Regions from separate parts of the Mus musculus genome. Here regions 1 and 3 are each linked to region 2. A link is a contact called in public HiChIP or PLAC-seq data. All regions are on one chromosome and are shown on one strand. The core of a region is the stretch at or near the end of the contact, and the rest is flanking DNA. Distances in the headings are between cores, read along the strand shown. Region 1 overlaps Lef1 (lymphoid enhancer binding factor 1). Region 2 holds the start of Lef1 (lymphoid enhancer binding factor 1). Region 3 has its middle 54 kb from the start of Gm36603.

Region 1 (3,694 bases), core at 544-3,043, 62 kb after region 2:
CGTGCAGTGCCCACAGGGGCCAGGAGAGGGTGTAGATACTCTGGAACTGAAGTTAGCATATGGTTGTGAGCTGCCACATGGGTGCTGTTAGCCACCGAGCCATCTCTCTGGCCCCTACATAATTACTTTTTAGGACTCAAGTTGGAGCTCATGAGGCAAAGGGAGCAGTCTCCTCACATATACTCATATATACTCACATGTACTCACGTGTACTCACATATACTCACTCACATATACTCAGAACATGAGGAGAGCCTCCGCATGGAAAGAAAAAGCAGGGAAAACAAATACACGGTGTATTTGTAATTTTTAATTGTTCCATAGCCACGCCAAATGTGTAACATCAGACAAGTAAAAACTGACATGATTTTAGTTAATACACTATATTTTAAAAAAGAAAAAAAAAATGCTGACCGTGTGGCTCAGTGGGACAACCAGCCTGGCATGGGCTGGTCCCTAGGTTTAATCCTCAGCATAGCCACTACTGCCTCAAAAAATGTTTTTAAAGAAAAAACATAGTGCAACCTCAACGGTGTTTCAAACTAGTGCATATTTTACACAAACAACACCTCTCAGCTCGTACCACCTGCAGAACCCCAGCCAGTGGCTAACTGGCTAGTGCCGGCCTGCATGAGAGAGAGTCTCAGTGCTAACTGGCTAGTGCCGGCCTGTATGAGAGAGAGTCTCAGTGCTAACTGGCTAGTGCCGGCCTGTATGAGAGAGTCTCAGTGCTAGTCTTCCGAGATCAGCAGCATGTCTGAGTGCCCACAGGAAATGTCTTCCGTCAGCCTGCATTAGCTCCAGGTACACTTTTTCCGCTAGACCGTCTAGTGGAAGTAATCTGTGAGACTTTCCTCCTTTTGTTTGCAAAAGGCTCTTCATCGACTTCTCCACAAAAGATAAGGACCCCACAGACTCAAGCTTGAGTCTTTCCACTTGCAAGCACCTAGCTATAAGTAAGAGATGGCTTGAGACCCAATCACTCTTAGCACAGTCACGGAGGCTCCAAGACACATTCTTACATAAGCATCCCTCACGTCAACAACTCACACCTGACGGGAAGATAAAAAACAATTAGAGTAAAGCGAGGTCTTTTTATAGTTGTGGCCAGTGGGGAGGGCCCTTCTCACTGTGACATAATTAGGTGTAAGTCTGCTGCCCCCCCCCCCCCCCCCCCCGTGGAATTTTGCACCATGCATCTGCAGTCCAAGCATATAAACACCAGTCTGCACTCCCCATCTGTGTAGCTGTGGGATTTCTCTGACCTTGACCCCGGGTAAGCTCCAGCTGGCTGCCCCACCTCAGGGGATCTATAGTCCTCTCTCAGGCTCCGAACATTCTTCCTTTCGCTGTGGATATCCTGAATGCCACACAGAGAGAGGTCTTCCACCCTCTGAAAGTCAGAAGCAAGGAAGAGGATTTCAGACTCTGTGAGTCTGCTGTCTTTGATGGTAGAGGTGTTTTGTTGTTGTTGTTGTTGTTGTTGTTGTTGTTGTTGTTTTTAACTTTCTATATGAATCCCGGCTGGATCATCGCAGGGCTGATGGGTTTAGGGAAGAACTTGCTGCAGTTGACTGCGATCGTTCGCCCTCTACCCCAGAGCAGGGCCCTTTAGGGCTGGCATCCTGCCCTTCCCCGTTACCCAGTATCATTATGAGGGGAGATCCCTGGATTGCAAAGGAAAATCCAGCCAGAGAACCCCGCATGGACCAGGGGGAGCTCTGCCTCCGTATTTCTCCCCTAAGCCGTCCCTGGCTTGTTTATCTCGTCATTTCCCCCTTTCTGTTGCTGTGATAATACATCATAACCAAATCAGCTTGGAGAGGAAAGGGCTGGTTTGTCTTATTCGTTACAGTCCATCACGGTGGAAAGCCAAGAAACTCAAGGTGGGGACAAGGGAGGCTTTTGCTTGCTCAGCTTGCTTTCTTATACAGCAGTCCTGGGACTGCTGGCTGGGGTGGTACTAGCCACAGTGGCCTGGGCCTTCTCAGTTCCTCAGTTGAGTGTCTATTCTAGGTGACTCAAGTTGGCTACAAATACTGCTGTCACCAAACTGACCAAAGTTGAGTATGTCGCTACTTGATGACTTACTATGCAGTAAAGAGCTAAGCACTTCTCTCTCTGAATATAGAGTGTTCTGTAGTCAAGGGACTGTGGGCCATTCTGTTCCCTGTCCACGGATAAGCAAACTGTAGCCACCCATCCCCCAAATCCAACCCACAGATCTGTGATTAAATGAGGTTTTCGGTATCCAAGATGCAGAACGTGTTGCGACCCGTTGATATCTTGCTGTGTGACCCCGACTTTCACCATAGACAGGTCCTCTACCTACAGGCATCCATAAGTCCCCAGCTCTCTTCCTGGTGATCCTGGTGATCTTGTCCCCTAAGATGTTGGTCAGCCTTTCAAGTGAAGGGATGCCTAGTCCCTTCACCTGGCCTCAGAACACGCCACTGTGTCCCCTTTCCTAGAGTGCTTTACCACTAGCACGGTAAACCTCAGGTCTGTTTTGGTTCATCTCTGGCTGTTTATCTTGATTGACTCTTGATGGAATTTAGTGGTGCACTCAGAGGATTAGGGGTGGGCCAGAGGCTGTGAGGTCAGCCTGGATGATGGGATGTCACAACCCACACCACACCATTGAGTGTTGTTCTCATGACTGCCCCGCTCCTGGTTCTTAGTCTTCACCCCAGTCTCTTTGTTTACAGACCCAGTGGTTAAGTTCATTAAGAAAACAAACAAACAAACAATGCACTCCCAGAGTTGCTAGTGTAGTGGGAAGACACTCGAAAGAGCACCTTAGCGTATGAGCTCTGATCCCTCATGGGTTTCGCCCATAGCCTGTGTCCTCCAGAGTGTGTGTCATGGGCTCTGTTCACACATGCTTTCCTGTCTGTAGCCCAATCAAGGAGGGGCTTCCAGTCTTTGTCTGTGCACCTACTTCTCTCCTTTTTTAATTTGGATGCTCCTTGGATGCCCGCGCATGCGCGCGCGCGCACACACACACACACACACACACACACACACACACACACACACCGAGACCCTAGCTCACAGAAATCCTTTGAGAACCTGAAGGGTAAAGGTTAATTTGCTCTAACTTTCATGATTATAATAACACACTCACTGCCTGGGAGGGGCCGTGAGACCCTCCCCGCTTCTTTATTGCTTAGCAAGAAGGCCTGTGGCTTTGCCTTACCCGGAATGGGCTTTGGCTGCATCACGAGGAGTCTGCTTTGAAATCCTTACACACCCTTGAAGACAGAAATTTTACAGGGCCACGCTTGTTCCCGGAAAGCCATCCTTAGGTAGCTCGTTGGGAGGGTGAATGGGCGTGGGCAAGGTGAGCCCTTAGACTACTGCTGAATAGGAAGACTGGAGCAAGATACAATAAAGAACCATTTTAAAGAGGGGTCCAGTGGTGGAGTTAGGGTGTGAACCTCCTCACACTGTGCACACACTGAGCACAATGCTCCCTAGAGAGAAGTAAGGGACTTTAACCTCCTCTTGTCTCATTGATCCGGCTTTTAACTCCTCCCTACACCTCCTCTCTTAAAATGGAAGCACAATTCTGTGTCTTTCCAGTTACCCTAGGTCAGTGGTTCTCAATCTTCCTAAGGCTTTGACCCTTTAATACAGTTCCTCATGTTTAGGTGACCCGAAACCCATAAAATTAGTTCATTACTACTTCATA
Region 2 (3,932 bases), core at 147-2,646:
AAGTTTTAAATGCTGACTTAAAGAACTGTTAAAGTCTACAATGCCCAATAGCCCACACTTTCACCTTTAAAAGAGAGCTCTTGTCCTAAGCGTTCTTATGTAATGAAACCAACACACGATTCGTTGGAGTCTTATTTTCCATTTAAGTAAGATGGAGATACAATTCTTCCTGTTTACTGCTCCCAGGTTCTACAGATGGCTGCCTCACTGGTCTAATGATTTTGCCTGAATATTTGACTTGAGGGGAGGGGTTGAGAGCTAAAAGACAATGTGTTTCCAAACTTAAGCCCCACTTACACAGTGACTTTCACAAAGCGTCGCCCTTAAAAGTCCTGTCCAAAATGCACCAAGGAGACAGTGGGAACCGGAGAATTTTTGAGGTTTGATTCGTATTTACATCCATCCTTTAAAGGTCCCTTTCAGCGGAGTCTCCAGGATGTCAGCAACTGCCCAGTGCTGCCTGCCTCTCCTAGGTTGTTCTTCTCCCTCCTTTTGGGATGTATTTTCCTTTTTCTACGAGGTCTCTACACGCTGAGTCGAGAATCTCCAAAAACCCACGTTCATTCGGTGATAAAGGCACAATGAATGTGATAGCGTAGAAGCGATATTTAAGGCTCAGTCTTCATCCACACCCTTCTTACTGATCCTTCCCCCCTGGTAAGCCTGGAGATTTTATTTTCGCTAGGGTGGTGTGCCCTTGTCTCCGAAGTGTGTGTGATTCACGGTTAGTAGAGTCACAACTCTTCTGTTTGCCTTTGCTGAATCTCTTCTCTCTGGTTAGGTGAGCAATGTGTTACATTTTCTCCTTTTCCTTCCCCTAGTCCCTAATTCTCGCCTTATTCCCTCTGTCAGAGCATCTATCAATGTGGTGTCGACCACAGCGCCAGCGGCTTTCTCTTTCATCTTCCTCCCCTTGCCTGAGTGAGGGGGCTAGAGTGGGCGGCGGGAAGGAGGTTGAAGAAAGACTGGCAAAGGACTAGAAGTGAGGCGCCGGGGGCGGGGTGGGGTGGGGTCGGCAAGAGAAGAAGAGATGCTCAGATGATGAAGTTAAGCCATTCCCGTAGTTTCTCGTCAATTTTCACGTGGGCCACACTGTTCTTTGGGGTTGGGTTACACACAGCACCCAGTCTATCTTCAGGTTGTATGGTGTCGTCCCCCCCCCCCCAGGCATGAACAGGCGGGCGCAAACACATACGCACCCCCACGGCGCCCCCCCCCCCCAAGTATGACTCGTCCTTTGGGTGCTAGGAAATGAACTAGGGCTGGGGGGGGGGGGAGAGAACCTGGATCTCCTCCTCCTCCTAACAGACTCCCTCCTCCCCACCCCTCCAGCAGGCAGCCAAGGAGAGCAGGAGGCGGGGGAGGGGCGGGGGAGGAGAAGCGACGCAAGTGAATAGCTTTGCAGCGCCGGCTAGGCGCGGCGAGGAGAAGCGGTGGGAAGGCGCAACCGCTCACCTGCGGGGCAGCGCGCACCGGAGGGACCGGGCTGCGCTTTCGTGGGCCCTGGCATTCGGACATTCCCGGAGCCTTGCAAGCGGCTACGCTCCGGGTGTTCCCCGGCCGGTCTGCCCGGAGGAGCCGAGGGGCCACCGGCAGCTCTTTGCTTTGACCGAGGGGAGGCGGGGAGAGAGGCGAGCCAGGCAGAAACTCGAGCCGGGAACAAAGAGGGATCGGGCTCGAGTGTGTGTGTGTGTGTGTGTGTGTGTGTGTGTGTGTAAGTGTGTGTATCGGCCCGAGCTGCGGGCTGGAACATTTGGGCCCGAAGCTCCTGCTGTGACTCCCCAAGACTCCGCCGTGCCAGCCACCGCCGATTCCCAGCGCTCATCATCACAAACTTTATTCTTGGCAAACTTCTCTTTTTCTCCCCTCCTCCTCCGCCCCTCCCCCTCCAGCAGATTAAATGCTCCTCCAGAAGGAAAACCGAAGCGAAAGGGAAGGAAAGAAGCTCTAACGCGGACGTCTGCAGCCCGGTGGCTCTTTATTGTTTACTCTGAAGGAAGTGGACTTTTCGGTATTTTCTGATTCTTCTCGTACCTCCGCTGGGGCAAAGGGAGCCTCTTGGCCCAGCTCTCCTCTTCTCAAAAACAAAACAAAACAAAACCCCAAATCACCGAAATCAGCATCCGAGGAATCCGTGGAGAGGTTTTGCACGGTGACGCACCACGGGACCCTCGTTTGCACTTTGGCAAGTCGTGTCCCCTCCGGAACCGGTGTCCTCGAAGCACAGACCCCAGCAACGAGTGCGGCGTGGGGTGGCCACCCAGCCCTGGCAGCCTAGCCTAGTGCACGCGGAGCGGCGTAGACGCTCTCAGAGGCGCCGGCGGCTGCCGCCCTCGCAGTCTGGTGCCCTTCGCCCCAGGGCCGGGCGCCGGCGTCCTTCTAAGTGGGAAAGCGCGGCAATCGCAGAGGCTCCTGCAGCTGCTCCAGCCGTGGGCCCCTCGCTTGCCCACCCGGCTTCCATTCACAGTCCTCCCGCACTCAGTCTTCCAACTCCCCCACCTCACATCGACCCTCCCTTCTTGCTGTCTCGGAGTGCTCCCGCAGCGGAGCGGAGATTACACAGCCGCCGGGATGCCCCAACTTTCCGGAGGAGGCGGCGGGGGGGACCCGGAACTCTGCGCCACCGATGAGATGATCCCCTTCAAGGACGAAGGCGATCCCCAGAAGGAGAAGATCTTCGCCGAGATCAGTCATCCCGAAGAGGAGGGCGACTTAGCCGACATCAAGTCATCTTTGGTTAACGAGTCCGAAATCATCCCAGCCAGCAACGGGCATGAGGTGAGTGGGCAGCTGTCCGGAGAGGCGTGGCGGGTCCCGGGGAAGCGGAGGGGAAGCAAGCAGGGTGCGCGACCACGGTGGCCATTGAGCCCTGGTCCCTCGCGGGCTGGGTGGGGAATAACGGCCCCTAGTCCATGGTGCGCACGTGTGTGAGCAGCGGGCAGGGAAATTTATCCCAAGTGTTTCTATGGCTAAACGGTGGCAAATGGGCAGGAAACGCTGGCCTATACCGGACCGGTTTCGTCCTCCGACGTTTCGGTGGCTCTGAGGGACGCGGTGCATTAAAACAGGGATGTCTAAACACAACTGTGAAGTCTATCATGGGGTGGAAAACAAAGTGCATCCGCTAGCTCTCTCGGTACAGTGCACAGAAGTGCGTTAAACCACCGAGGGCTCCAAGGAGCGAAGCCCCAGGCGGGAGGAAGGAGAGGCGGGCGTGGGCCTCGCAGAAGGGGCCGTCCCAACCGCCGTGGAGCCGGGGCGCGCGCCCTAACTGCGGGGGCGTTGCGGGGCCGGGTCCCCACAGCAGGAGAGGCTGCTGCCGGGAGCCGTGGGCGAGCCGATCCGAGCCAGCCAACGGCACCGATACCGCAGTCCTTCCGCCCGCAACCCCGGCGTTTAAAGTGGAAAGAAAAGCGTTTATTTGGGGTTAGGCTGGGTTGGGATCAGGCCCTGGATCTCTGCAGAAGAAAGGCGAGCCCTCGGCGGAAGCCGGGCGGCGGCTAGGGAGGAGGGACGCGCTTTATCAGATCTCCGGGCCAGCTGAAGGCGACGGCGCTGGTAACCCGAGTAGAGTAAATAGAGACACGTGGGTGCCGGCGCGAGGGAGCGGGGAGCCCGGCCGCGCGCGAGCATCGGATGGGCGTAGATCCCCACAGCCCACACCTTAGCGGCCACTCTGTCTCAGCAGCTGAGGAAACCTCACGGGGGCATCCAGTAGAAAAGTTCTGATACCCAAATGATGTGCCCAACGTTTTTTCCTTCCAGAGAAACTTGGAGAGTATAGCCTTTTCCTTAAATGGCAACTTTCTGCCCCCACCCCCAACCCAAAGAAAGGGTGGTTTCGGGGGCGGGGACATTTTGGGTTTAAAGAGTGCTTTTAAGAACACCTCAGAGTTACCTTCTCTGTCCCGATGGCAGGGGTGAGTACGCAT
Region 3 (3,431 bases), core at 663-3,162, 56 kb before region 2:
TCATCACTTGGCACGCACGCATGTTATATCTGACAAACATCAGCAGGAAAAGCAATGAGTGAGATCATGAGTCAGGGTTCTGTTTTATAGTCCAGTGGTGAAGGATAATCGTGACTTAGCGTAAGTGAGACTTCATGCCTGGATTCAATGTTTCAAAGCATAGAAGGAAATGTTGACTGAGCCTAGGTCCCTGAGGTAGCCCGAACAGAACACAGAGCATTCATAGAATTCCCATCGTATATGACAGACCACACAGAAGACCACCATTCCTGAATGTACTGAGTGTTTGTATTGGCCATAATAACAGTAACTTAACTTTCGCCGAATTTTACTTTCTCTTGAAACCAAAACGTCTCTCAGATATTTGAGTATAACTCTGCCTCGAAGAAGTTATTCTTAACTTCAAAGGAGCACATTTGTTTTCTTAGATGACAACCTTCTAGTCCCCTACACTTAATTAAATTATGGGTTGGGTGACATTATAAAATAGAAATATTTGCTCACTGTCTTACTTTTCCTGCTGCTGTGATAAGATTTCCTGATAAAAGTAACACAAGGAAGGGTTCTGCTAGCTCAGACTGAGGGTCGTTTGTCTGCTCAGGCTGAGTAATTCATCATGGTGGGGAAATCAAGATGGCGGAACCTCGAAGTCCCTGGGCACATTGCATCTGCAGTCAAGAAGAAGAGAGATGGTTTCTGGCACATAGAATCTTTTCTCCTTTTTATGTAGTCCAGAACCCCTGCCTAGGGAATGGTGCCTTCCCACTTATAGGGTGGGTTCCCCAGCCCCCATCAATTAGCTTAATCTAGATTACCACTCACAAGTGTGTCCAGAGGCTAATCTCTCTCTCTCTCACAGGTGTGCTGGAGGCTTGTCTCCTAGGTAATTCCAGCTACTCCTTAGGTTAACAATCAACACTAACCATCACACTCACAAGTCCCACAACTAAAATGTCCCAGCTAGGTGCAGTGATGCCCACCTGTAACCCCAGCTACTCTAGGGACCTCGATAGCAGGATTACTCGAGTCCAGGAGTTTGGGGATAGGTTGAACAACATAATGAACCCATGTCTCAAATTTCTAAAAAGTGGGGGTGCTGGAAAGGTGGTTCGAGCAGTAAAAGGCCTGCTATGTATGCAGTGGGACTGAAGATCAGATCGCCAGAAACTACTTCCCGAAGCTTGTTGTAGCTGTGCATGGCTGTAACCCAAGTGCTTGTGGAGGAAGAGGGCGGAGATGAGTGGATAGCCAGAGCTCAGGGCCCAGCTAGTCTAGTCAGCTGTTGATCACCAGATCCAGTGGGAGATCTTGTCTCAATGGATAAAGAGCTACTGTGGAAGACCTCCAGGCCGTGGCACCTCTGGCCTTCAAGGGCCTGCACACCTAAGCGTGAACACATGTGCGTGCAGTCTCCTGAGATTTTACTGTTCCTTCTGGTTACCCTTTTATTTATCAGTGAAAAATGGGTCACCAATTATGCCAGTTGTAAACGTCAGAAATGCAATACAGAAGGACCCAAGGGTTCAACCCCTTCCTTTTTCCGCTTTGTTCCGATCCATTCCCACCAGCATCCATTAGCATTAGTGGAACCTGCCACTACTCGTTCATAAACCACATATTTCTCTCTCTGTCTCTTGCTCCCTTGCCCCTCGCCAGCCTGCTCCCTAATATCACAGATGTCTTTAGTCCCTTGTCATCTGGATGTCTCCAAACATGCCCGTGTTCAGCACACAGCTAATCACTCTAACAACATGCCTCTCTGCCCCTTCATCGCCTTCCCCGTGACCACCCCCAGTTAGCTTGAGTCAACACAACAGGACCAGCAGATGAGACATAGGAATGGCAAAGCTCTGCGTCCTGGCCTCTGGAGACAGTCTGTGGCTTGTGTCTGTTTCTGCCACTTGGCAGCTGTGCGGGGTTGTGGTGACCTTGGAATCCATCCACGTGATAACAATAAGGACACACCTGCACCCCAGGCTCCTGAGGATAGCGATCAAGCAACTTAAGCATATAGCAGGGACCTGGCATACAGTCGGCAAGAATAAACAATAATTAGCATTATTTTTCTTATTTCTAGCTCAGGACAGCTAAGCCTTTCTGGAGAAAATTGCATATTCATGCTGCTGGGCCCCATTATAAATGTATGAGCTCCGTCCTCAGCTGGGCCCGCAAGTGTTTCTCATCTATCCCATTTCCGTTCTCCATACCAGCTGTTTCAAACCCTTAACCACTTTCCTCAAGGGTCCTGCCAGCTCAGTGACTCCCTGGTTCTCTCAGCAGGTGGCTTAATCTTCTCTTTCACTGAAATAACAGGTGCCAGGGAGGAAGACAGACATCCACGCCTGCCCTGAGTCCTCCAATCAGCTCCGTCTTTGAGCCTCTTCTGTCCCACTTCACTTTTGCTTAAAAATTAATTAATTAATTTAATTAAATTTTAAAAGAAATTTCCCGGTCACTAGACCACTACAAAATTATCTACAAATATTCATGGCATGCCTAACTATAGGACAGGCCTGTGTGTGGTGTAAAACCACCTGCTAACTAGAAGCACTCTGAAGGAGAAGTCAGATCTGCAAACAAACCAGAATCCAGCCCTAGGATTCAAGTCTCAGCTTGGGATTAGTGAGGCCAGCAAAGGTTAACCAAGGTGGTGGTCTCCTGTAAGGGACCACACTTGGGCCAAAAGCTGAAGAAACAAGAATGGCCAAGTTGGGGGAGAGAATGAAGCATGAAAGGAAAGAACGTGGGATGTAGAAAGATTACAGGGATGCTGGAGAGCCAGTGATGAGCCTCCACTGGACCACAGATTGAAGACATCTATCATTGAGATAGAACCACTGGGCTAGACGCTCAGCTTCAGACACCAAGAGTAGCTAAGAACGGGGAAGCCAGCCAGACCTGCAGGTGTGCTCCCACCCAAAACATCTAGGATGATCCAGAACATCTCCAGCCAGGAAATACACAGCTCTTATGGTGAAATACTGGCCAAAATTGGCTAGGGAAGGAAAGAGTTTATTTCGGCTCACATGTCCGTGTCACAGCCTGTCACTGATGTACTGATGGGTTGTTTGAAGGAAAAGTCAACAATTGGTCTCTCTTCTGGCCAGTGATGTTCTTGCTACTACTGGCTTGGTTGTCCTTAGGCCTCCTGCCTTGTCTTTTCAATTTGCACATTGCTTTCTTAGCTTTTAGCTTGTGTCTGTATTTTACATTTATTTTAACATTTGTGTGTGTGTGTGTGTGTGTGCGCACATATGCGTGTGTGTTCACACATGTGCACGTGTGTGCTTTTGAATATCGGAGGACGATTTGCAGATATCAATTCTTTCCTGCCATTTAGGTCCCAAGAGTTAAACTCAAGCCATCAGACATGGCAGTGCCTTTACCCAACGACTCATTCCACCACCACCCCCAGCCCGTTATCAGTTTTT

Evidence for each region. HiChIP or PLAC-seq counts read pairs in DNA pulled down with a chosen protein or histone mark.
Region 1: a contact with region 2 is called in an H3K27ac HiChIP or PLAC-seq map of CD8 T cells, with 13 times the contacts expected there. The contact joins the enhancer-like site here to the promoter of Lef1 in region 2. A contact is called at or near these places in 3 of 39 promoter capture datasets (the HPC-7 cell line, cranial neural crest and second pharyngeal arch cranial neural crest), 1 of 15 datasets of contacts at CTCF or cohesin (CD8 T cells), 9 of 484 Hi-C or Micro-C datasets (CD4 T cells, CD4 single positive thymocytes, CD8 T cells and 4 more), 13 of 115 datasets of contacts at active chromatin or transcription factors (the 230-238 cell line, CD8 T cells, the SCID.adh cell line and 6 more) and 3 of 9 other capture datasets (adipose tissue, liver and pancreatic islet).
Region 3: an H3K4me3 HiChIP or PLAC-seq map of the SCID.adh cell line shows a contact between it and region 2, with 33 read pairs. The contact joins the enhancer-like site here to the promoter of Lef1 in region 2. A contact is called at or near these places in 4 of 39 promoter capture datasets (the 3T3-L1 cell line, 3T3-L1-derived adipocytes, the C10 cell line and 1 more), 1 of 15 datasets of contacts at CTCF or cohesin (large pre-B cells), 18 of 484 Hi-C or Micro-C datasets (the C10 cell line, CD4 T cells, CD8 T cells and 10 more), 7 of 115 datasets of contacts at active chromatin or transcription factors (the 230-238 cell line, CD8 T cells, the SCID.adh cell line and 3 more) and 3 of 9 other capture datasets (adipose tissue, liver and pancreatic islet).

What each region holds. Positions count from the first base shown.
Region 1 is chr3:131,170,483-131,174,176 of GRCm38.p6, forward strand. The region is part of intron 3 of Lef1 (lymphoid enhancer binding factor 1); the gene reads left to right. Among named protein-coding and RNA genes, the nearest start is that of Lef1, 62 kb to the left of the region's middle. Within about 2 kb of position 1,794, at least 11 of the 459 cell types and tissues checked have an H3K27ac peak or open chromatin away from gene starts, as enhancers often do. A contact at or near this core is called in CD8 T cells and Th2 cells, where this site is marked.
Region 2 is chr3:131,108,901-131,112,832 of GRCm38.p6, forward strand. Lef1 (lymphoid enhancer binding factor 1) reads left to right here and starts at 1,397. Exons shown (of 12, transcript NM_010703.4): 1 at 1,397-2,778. The coding sequence starts at 2,572.
Region 3 is chr3:131,052,554-131,055,984 of GRCm38.p6, forward strand. No RefSeq gene overlaps it. Among named protein-coding and RNA genes, the nearest start is that of Gm36603, 54 kb to the right of the region's middle. Within about 2 kb of position 1,913, at least 34 of the 459 cell types and tissues checked have an H3K27ac peak or open chromatin away from gene starts, as enhancers often do. A contact at or near this core is called in the 230-238 cell line, the SCID.adh cell line, double positive thymocytes and 3 more, where this site is marked.